Linked DNA regions of Mus musculus: region 1 is linked to region 2. Evidence: chromatin contacts called from public ChIA-PET data. All regions are on one chromosome and are shown on one strand. The core of a region is the stretch at or near the end of the contact, and the rest is flanking DNA. Distances in the headings are between cores, read along the strand shown.

Region 1 (4,889 bases), core at 743-3,242, 280 kb before region 2:
CAATGGCTAAGCAGGTAAAGGCATTTGCCAATAACCCTGACAGTCTTAGAGTTTAATTGTCCAGCTCCCCTCTGTCCCCAATACACACGAAGAGATGACTCCTAGAAGTTGTCCTCTGACTTCCATAGGCATACTATGAGTTCGCATGCACCCACAAACATACACTCAGTATAAATAAACAGCTAAACACCTCTGCTGGGTACAATGAATGAAGCATGTCTGTAACTCCAACTACCTAGAGGAAGGAGAGCGATGATCATGAGCCAGAAATGCCAGTTGGGGCTGTCCTGTTGGACACCTAAAGTGAACAGGCAGATCAATGACTTCTGTAAGGTAGGTGGGATATACAACTGTGTTTTTCTGGGAATTTCTATGTATGTTTGTAGTACATAGACCATATACATACATGAAAGAGAGGAACAGAGGATGGTCCAAAAAAATTTACTAAGTGTGAAGTGTGCCACTAAGCCAACGCAGGAGGAATGAGGAAAGCGTGGGAGGCCCAGCATGGCACAACCCTCAGAGTGAAAGATCTCAGTGTGTGCATTCTGAGTGCAGAGAATAAAGAAAGGCCTGGGTAGGGGCAGAGCACAAAGACAAGAGGTTCTACACGTTAGTTAGGTCCAGGTACAAGGGAAACAAGGGCTATGAAAAGCAGGGGAAATAAACTAGCCTGGAGTAGCGAGGTTCAAGCATCTGCAGAGTTTCCTCAGGCTGATAAGCACTTAGTCAGGGCACAGGAAAGAGTGTGCTTTAGTGGAAGACAGGACACACATGGTTCCTGCAGTGGAAGGGCTAATTATATATACATAAAATCAGAATTCACACCTCACTAACCTGGAGACTAACATCCTGGACCTGAATCTATGACAGTAAGTAAGTGAAAATAGGACCATTGTTACAAAGCAACAGGTACAGTTAAGAGTCTTCTTACTGCTCAAACTTGCAGAATGGCATTTACAGTAAGCCCAACACAACCCAGAGGTCAGTGTAGTCAGAGGTAAGTAGGAAGGAATGCTTTAAAAATGGTGACTGTAATGACTGGCAGTAAGGGGTGAGACCAAGCAGAAAGCATGTGAGGTCATCTCAAGGCATGGTGGACAGGAACACTGCCCCCCAAAAGACAGTTAAGGGAGGGGGAACAAAGAAATGGAGAACCAGACACATGCTGCCAAAGAAACCAGAGGTAATTCAGTGTATGTGGATTAAGTCAACCCTGCCAAATACTACCAGGCAACGACAAAGGAAAACAGGGGAGTCCTCTGGACTATCAGTGAGGACTGTGGCTGACACAGGGCCTGCAACTGGGACCAGGAGTTAGGTGCACTGAGCTGCTGGGCTGCTGAAGACAAGTGTGAAACTCTAGGAATGACAGTGTGGTGAGGGAGAGTTACCACAGGCTAGAACGATCAAAGACTCAGTGCTGTTCAACAGAAGGAGCCAGAGCCCATGAAGACAGGAGACATGGGCCTGGCCTTCAACAAGAAGCCCAGTGAAAGCAGAGAGAGGCGAGCTGTGAGAAAGCCCGTCTACAGCAGTGCAGTCTGAAGATTGCACACAGAAGAGAGAGTCACAGGCCTCTGCCTACGAGTGGACAAGTTGGAAGTAATTCACAGACAATAGGAAGGAGAAGGGGTCCTCTGAGGATGGCCGCCTGAGACTGGTGAATACTAACAGTGAGGACAGAACAATGTGACAATTTCTCCAGCAAAACCAAGTGGCCCAGTCACAATTAAGGAATGAGCACCAATCTAGCTCAGGTTTTCCTTACTCTATCAAATAACCGATTGGCACGCTCAGAGCCAAAATGTAGCCCACAACGCAGAGGAAATGTCTCACTGAGGTCTTATGGTTTTGTCTAAACAGTAAACACCTTCCTCCTGTGCTTGAATACTTGGTCCCCAGCTGGCAGCCAGGGGCAGGGGTGAAGGCCCTACTGCAGGAGGCTGGCTTATAGAGTAGGCCTTGAGGCTCTATAGCTCAGCACAGCCCCACCCATTTCCTGTTTCTTAAATGCAGAGGCCTCCTGACCCTACCACTCTGCTTTTCCCTGCCTGCCATCCCATCTTCCCTGACACAAGGTATCATTTCCTTTTGAACTGTGAGCCAGAGTATACCCTGTCATCCTTACACTGCTTCTGTCTGGGTATTACCACAGCAATGAAATATAGCTAGGATGGCATCTCCACATTTCTATCCTACCACATGTTCTACACTAACTTTAAAAATTACTTTAATATTACAAGTTTAAAAATCCAACACAAACTGATTCAGAATCAGGGTGGGAATGCTGGAGGCCACAAGAAGTAACGTAGGGCCCAGACTGCACAGCTCACAGAGAATTAGTGCATCTAGAGGTCTCGGCACCCACTGAGAGGCAGGGAGGAAACTGCTGTGGCAAATGAAAAATAAACCTGGAGTAGATGGCTAGAAAGACGGTGGTGTGTGTACCCAACACATGCTCTCATTTCTAACAAGGAGTGGAGTTTTTATTTCCTAAGCAGTGAGGATACCACACACCTTTAGAAAAGAGGACACAGACATGGTCGTCCTGACTGGCATCCAACAAAGCTAAAGCTAGCAAGGCCATGGCAGGAGCACTAGGAACACTCACCTGGGGACTGTGTGTCTCACAGTCCATGGCCTGGACAGCAGCAGCGAAGTGTCCACCGCTGTGTCGATGCTGGTGCGTCGGATCCGACCTGGCTCTCCCACTGTTACTCGTTCCCGAGGATCCACCTTTAATATCAGGACATGGAAAAACTTGTGAGTTTAAAGCTAATTTTGCTCGAGTTAGAACTCTAAGACTGCATTGTACCCACTCAAGCATGGGGTAGAGAGAGTACGCAGTAAGAGCAGGAGCAGAGCTAGGACTGTGTGTGCATCTCCAGCCTCTGTATAAAATCCTGGGCTGACTGAACCCCGGGACTTGGGTGAGGGAGTGCCAATCCCAAGACCTCACTAGCCAGGCAGGCAGCCTGGATACAACAGCAGGCCTCTGGGGCACTGGGACTCTTATTTCCAAGTAATAAGGAAGACAGTGAGGGAAGACACAGTGTCAAGACCCACATGTGACCTTAGGTGCACACATATGCACGGTTAGGTATATGCACTACTTAACACATATACAGACACATAAAACTTTCAAGCTATGGTATTAACTTGAAATATACCACAAAGTAATTGGAGTCTTAGATGTCTTCCCACATCAACTGCTAATACAGCCAGGTTCTCCTCAGTCAAGTAAAAACTTAAGGACGTGGAAAAATAACTCCATTTAAAACCATTTAAATTTTTGGCTATAAGTAGCTTTGTTTCTAACTGTCAGGCAGACAATTATAACGAACACATCTGACAATTAAATTTGCTACTAACCATACAGGTGGGGAGGTGTGTTTGAGGGTACTGAATTCAGAGCCACACACACTAAGAACATATTGAAGTAAAATAATCCCTTGCTACCCATTTACAAAATTCAAAAAATTAGTTTATAATAAACACTCTGGGGTGGGCAGTGGGGTGGGGGGGGAGGGTATGGGGGACTTTTGGGATAGCATTGGAAATGTAAATGAGGAAAATACCTAATTAAAAAAAAAATATATATATATATATATATAAATACTCTGAAAGAATTCCACATTGGAGTTGGGCAGTGGGAACATGTGTCTTAAATCCCAGCACTCTGAAGGCAGAGGCAGGAGGCGATCTCTGAGTTTGAGGCCAGACTAGCATACCAAGGGGGCGTCCAGGATAGCCAGGGCTACACAGAGAAAACCTGCCTCAAAAAACCAAAAAGGAGGGGGAAAAAGCCTCCCACCCGAGTAAGCAGAGAGAAAGCATGCACAAGCGAGCGGGCCGCGCTGCGCCGTGGCGGACCTGAGCTGGAGGAGGTGCTGGAGGTGGTGCCTGAAGACTGAGACTGCTCCATCGCAGGGCTGGTAGACACACTGTTACTTGTGTTGGTACCTTCATCAGCTGTTTTCTTGAAAAAACTGTGCTGCAGGGCATAATAAGGTTGAATCCGAGTTTTGGGGTCATAATCAAGCATCCTTAAAATGAGGTCTTTGAACTTCAAGTAGTCAGCTACAGTATGACCCGATTCCCCAGCACGCCGCCCGCCAGGTCCTCCTGTTTCTACTCCAAGAATATTATGAAGTTTACGGGTTCCTGGTGGTTTGTACTCCTATTAAAGAAGAGAGAACAGAAATTGTCTCAAAGTTTGGTAGGAGAGGTAACATGATTTACTCCAAATGTACAAGGCTTTGTGAAGAAAGACAGTTATTAAAATAGCTAGACCCCACCCCCACCCCACCTCACTCTGCACATAACACTTAAGCATGTGTTTAAGAAGTCCAATACAGTTTTGGGAGAGAAAAAAAGTACTCTGAAGATCAGTAGAGCTCAGCAGCAAGCAGACACTGGCCCAGCCTGAAGCTGGGTTGGTACAGTTTCACCCAGGAACACATTTCTTATTTTCAAGGTTGTGAAACAAGCAAGCAAGTAAACAAAGAGTGTGACACAGAAAATCCACAAATATAAAACAATTACTATGACAGCTTCTACAGAGCAGAGCAGAATGGATTCTGACCTGCCTCTCTCTGTAAGTAATGTCTGTTTTGAGATAGGTAGGGTCTTACTGCGTAGTCTTGGCTGACTTGCAACTCACTACACATAGAACAGGCTGGCTTCAAGCTCACAAAGCTCTGCCTGCCTCTGCCTGCCGAGTGCGACAACTGGGATTAAAGGTGTGCACCACAATGCCAGGCTTGCACTGGAGAATATGCTGCACTGCCTACCTAACAGTGGCTCATTAAAGCTATGTATGCACTCAAAGTAAAGGGATCGGTTCACTTACAAAATGGTTCGTCAGCTGCTTAACCACAGGATGG
Region 2 (4,917 bases), core at 1,845-4,344:
TCATTTCTAATCTGTCTACTGCTCCCTATAGCTTTAGTTCTAGTATCAAGACAGTTTGGATTCTAGAGTAAATCAGACACCTTGCCTTAGAATGTTACTTAACTGGACACATGGTGTATTTTTTAAAATGCTACATGGTAAAAAGGGGAGAAAGGAAGAAGAAAAGAGAATAGGAGATACCTACAAGTCAGGATTGGTGTTTTAATGTAAACAGGAAGAGTAGACTAGGAGACAGAGTGAAGATGACCAGTAATAGAAAAGCTAGCCAATGCTGAGGGAAAGCATTCCAGATGAAAGGAAAACAACACAGTGAACTGGGTCCTGCTCATTTGAGGAAAGTGAGGAGGCTGAGGGACAACAGCGTAAACCAGAGACAGAACAGCTAAGAGTGTGGTGGGAGAGTGAATGTGCTCAAGACGGGAACACAGAGGAAAAAAACACAGAAATAACTCTGACCATGTAAAATTACCACATCCACCTACTGCTTTACCACTAGACTATTAGACAAGAAGAATGCTAAAGACAGTCTGTTGACAGAGATCAATCATCTCAGAGACTCAGGAGAAAGTGAGAAGAGGACAAGTTCAAGGCCTTGCCTGGACCACAAAATGAGTTCAAGGGTATCCAGGGCAACTTAGTGAAACTACTGTCTCAAAAAGGAAAGAGAAGGCGTTGAACGAGGGGAGAGCTCAGTGGTGGGGGTCTTTGATAACACATGAGCTTCGAGATCCAATGCCCATTACCTCAATCAATCAATCAATCTACCAATCAATATAAAAACCAAAAGGAAAAATAAAGAAAATGACTGCCTTTGTACATTACCCCAGGTGTAGCTGTGCAGAAGGGTTTCTAGGGTGGGTGTATATACAATCAAGTAACTGTTAGGGTACCTACACGAAAGATTAAGTGATCCTCTAAATCATCTGCATACAGAATCCAGTGCTATGGGGTGTGTACATCATACATCTTCCCACACTCCCACCAGAGATCCCTGTTACTACCCAAAGACCACAGCACTCAGGACCCTCAGTCTCTTCAATTTTTGCCAACCTAAACAACACCTCCCTTCAATCTTCAACATGATCACCTCCCCTTATCTGCTGGGGCTGTCTTCCACTCTGTTCCATTCAGTGTTTTTTTTTTCTTCCTTCTGTTTTTATCCCCTAAAACTTTACTACGAATTGAGAGTTCCTCATTTTCAAAAAGATTTGTTTACATTTAAATTTTTTTTATGTATGTATGTATGTATGTATGTATGTATGTATGTGTGTGAGAGAGAGAGAGAGAGAGAGAGAGAGAGAGTTTAAGGAGGGGTCATATTTGTTTGTGTGGGTGGCTGGGAGGCCAGAAGAGAGTACTGGATCCTCTAGAGCTGGAGTTAGAAGCAGTTGTGAGTCACCTGACATAGGAACAGAGAACTCACCTCTATTTTTTCTCATTTCTATTGGCCATTCAAGATTAGTTTTTTGTGAAAACTTACATTTTATTAGCCCACTCTCTTATCGGGTTTCTTACTCACTTTTAGGGTACTCTGCATTTTCAGTATATAAATCGCATCAGATCTATATAACAAATGATCTCACCCTAGCCTCTGAGTAAATTCATGTCTTGACATACACGAGTTTTCAGCTTGACCCAGTGCGCTGTGACAAAGTGAGCTTTCTCTGCTGTTGATTTTGTGCCCTGTGTTATTTAGAAAGCCTTGAGGCTGGGGGTGAAAGGTCATGCTTATATACTATGATGGCTGTGCCTTGAAGTACAATTATCACTTGGGAAGAGCTTTGAATACTTTCTAACAGTGAGGGGAGTAAGGCTCTCCTGTGTTCTCCTATTTTTCTTGTCTTCTTCTCTTCCTCCCCCACCCCCTCCTCAGCCACTTACTGGTTAGCCTATTAACCGAGGTGTCTAACTAGCTCTGATGCTCTTTACCTCTCACAGCAAGTCTTGGAACTGACTATAAACTCTTGAACCCATTTCCTGTCCTTGAGTTCTCTGAAATGTCACCCAGCATTTTTACATACAAATAAATGATCCCACACACTGATTCTCACACAACAGTAATGTTCAAGGGCTTGCTCATTGTAGAATAAAAGAAGCTTACCTTTGGCCAGGTGTTCTTCAAAACAATGGCCCTCTTTCCATCGCTAAGTGCATTTCTAAAAAGAAAAGCAAGAAATAAAATATTTAAGAATTTCATGATTTTACTTTAAAAGTACTATATATCATATATCTACTCGTATGCTGTGAATTTTACATGAATATAGATAGCCTAGTAAAAAAATTAAGCCATATGGCAAAAGTCCACTATAGCAAAGTTAGAAAATACAGAGAAGTAAAACGAAGGGGAGTAGTTACCCGAACCCCATTACAACGACTCAGGAATTACATTTAGTGATTTTAGAAAGTTCTTTATATAGCTTTCCAGTATCTACATTCGACTTATTATCCATATGCTTTTATACACTATGCTTGTCTTTTTTTTAAAAAGATTTATTTATTTATTATATGTAAGTACACTGTAGCTGTCTTCAGACGTACCAGATGAGGGCGTCAGATCTCATTATGGATGGTTGTGAGCCACCATGTGGTTGCTGGGATTTGAACTCAGGACCTTTGGAAGAGCAGTCGGGTGCTCTTACCTGCTAAGCCATCTCACCAGCCCCTATGTTTGTCTTTTAACAAAACTGATTCTCAACAATGTAACTCTCCAGCCTTTCACACAACAGACTGGTTCAGCTATACTGAACAGAGCACAAACTCCAGAACAGAGATTTTCCATCTTATCTTCACTGCCATTTCATCACTGTAATTTTACTGTTATGAATTGTAATGTAAATATATGTTTTCTGACAGTCCGTAAAAACACCAATCAACCACCCCAAGGGGTCACGACCCACGGATTGGGAACCACTGCTCCAGAATGAGTCTCCAGTAGTCTAACTAGACTGCAGCTCCTCCTGGTGCCTGAAGGATGTCCCTGGCTCTGGGCCCACTTTCTCATCTGTAGCAAGCTGCTCAGTGGAGGTACATACTACACTAGAAAGTGTTACACTGTCAGGCACTAGAGGGTCCACACCTCAGTTTGTGGCCTGGCATGTATCTGTAGTAACATCTCTAACAACCTGTTTCACAAGTCCTCACCACACGCACACAGAAACCTAACACCACCCAGAAATGTTCAAATGCCTGAAGCTCTAGCTCAGACATCCTACTCTTTCCTGTGAGCTCACACACTCCCTCTCACTGGCTTCAATATTTTATCTTCTCAACGATCTTTGTCTGTTTTTTGTTCTTCTAGTTTAAATGTCTTGTGTAAACTTACTGGTCCATCATCTCAAAGTTGCATACATCAATGTATTTGTACTTTAAAAAAATTTTTTTAAAGAAAATGAGGTAACTTATGCCATCAGACATTACCACCTACTAAAGGTATATACCAAACTATTAGAGAAGAAAAACCAAAATAACAAAATCTCCTAAAGACAATTAGGATGGAAGAACAGGCAGGAGAGTCTACACCAACCAATCTATAACAAGAGAGATAACCTAGTGCATGGGGCAAACAGAATAAAATAAGTGGTGCTGATCCACTTACACACTCACACAAGTGCCAGACACTGCCTCAGGCTCACCAGCAAAGCCAAGCCCGGGAGCCTATAAATCTAAGCAGCAAAGCTAATCTTAGGGAGGGAGGGAGGGAGGGAGGGAGGGGCAGGCAGGCAGGCAGGCAGGCAGGCAGGCTAACCTTTAAAAGCAACACAGAACACTCTGGTAGCCTTAAAGCAGATAAAGATTATGAACACAAAACAAGTGCTCACCGTAAGAAGAACTTATAAACTGCATTAAAGTTAATTGTGTGCGTGTGATTCTATGTTGTAGAAAGGAGGTCAAGTGTAGAGGTCAGAGGACAACTTAGAGGGCTGTTTTCTCCTACCACCCAGATCTTTCAGCTTAGTGTCAAGAGCCTCTACTCATTGGACCATTTCATTATCCCTAAAATGAACAGCTTTTGATGACATGAAAACAAAGAACAAGTACTGAAGGGGAAAGCCACTCAAGAGTATGAAGATACTCGTAAAACTTATGTCTCCATAACTCACATCCAAAGTACAAAGGTGTCAGACATTCCGCTCAGGGGCAAAGGAATAGAGGACATCCAAATAAACAATAAGGATATGAGAAAATAGTCAAGTATCCTTAACCAACTTACAAAAATGCTAGACTAACACTAGGCTTATTCCATTCCATACCCAACGGGTCTAAAATGAAACTAAGTGTCAGTAAGGACATGACTGAAACCCTCACACTCTGCAGTAGACTGAAATGATATGTCACAGGAAACTTATGGACTGAAGCAAAACACAAGTATGCCCTCTGTCCTTGATTGTACACTCAACGAGAATTTGATACCACTAAGAGTCAAATACTAGAAACTCAGCAAAATGTTCCTCCATGATACAATGAATAAAACACGGTATACTCATGCAGTAGGTGAATGCAAGTTCATGCAACAACATAAGCCCTGGGAGCAGTTTTGAGAGCCACACACATTTGCATGGAATAAAAAAAAAATAAAACAATCCAATGGAACTCCAGGCAGACTGGTCTGGGGAGACAGGTGGGCAGTGACTGGAAGAGCAAGCGGGGGGGGGGGGGGGGGGGGGGCGGGCGGGGAGAGGTTGTTTGGCTGCTGCTGTAATTTGGATGTTGTTTTTCAAGTTGTCCACTTTGGAGAATCCAGTCTATTCCCTTGTTATACACATATTTCCCAGGATGTGTATATACTACTTTTGAAAAGATCACAAGAAAACACCTGGCTTTTTCTTCTGTTGGAGAATGTAACCATTGGCCTGACAGCAGAGTCATAGGAGTAACCCTGCCACCATGGAGGTGAGGTGGCAGCTTTCTGATCAAGTC

Evidence for each region. ChIA-PET counts read pairs in DNA pulled down with a chosen protein or histone mark.
Region 1: a contact with region 2 is called in an RNA polymerase II ChIA-PET map of memory CD8 T cells, with 9 read pairs. The contact joins two enhancer-like sites. A contact is called at or near these places in 1 of 484 Hi-C or Micro-C datasets (bone marrow-derived macrophages), 2 of 115 datasets of contacts at active chromatin or transcription factors (large pre-B cells and memory CD8 T cells) and 1 of 9 other capture datasets (embryonic stem cells).

What each region holds. Positions count from the first base shown.
Region 1 is chr16:94,684,329-94,689,217 of GRCm38.p6, reverse strand. It overlaps Dyrk1a (dual-specificity tyrosine-(Y)-phosphorylation regulated kinase 1a), which reads right to left. Exons shown (of 12, transcript NM_007890.2): 10 at 3,877-4,183; 11 at 2,615-2,739. Among named protein-coding and RNA genes, the nearest start is that of Gm41504, 27 kb to the left of the region's middle. Within about 2 kb of position 1,992, at least 14 of the 459 cell types and tissues checked have an H3K27ac peak or open chromatin away from gene starts, as enhancers often do. A contact at or near this core is called in memory CD8 T cells, where this site is marked.
Region 2 is chr16:94,400,553-94,405,469 of GRCm38.p6, reverse strand. It overlaps Ttc3 (tetratricopeptide repeat domain 3), which reads right to left. Exons shown (of 46, transcript NM_009441.2): 11 at 2,102-2,156. Among named protein-coding and RNA genes, the nearest start is that of Gm23692, 26 kb to the left of the region's middle. Within about 2 kb of position 3,094, at least 34 of the 459 cell types and tissues checked have an H3K27ac peak or open chromatin away from gene starts, as enhancers often do. A contact at or near this core is called in memory CD8 T cells, where this site is marked.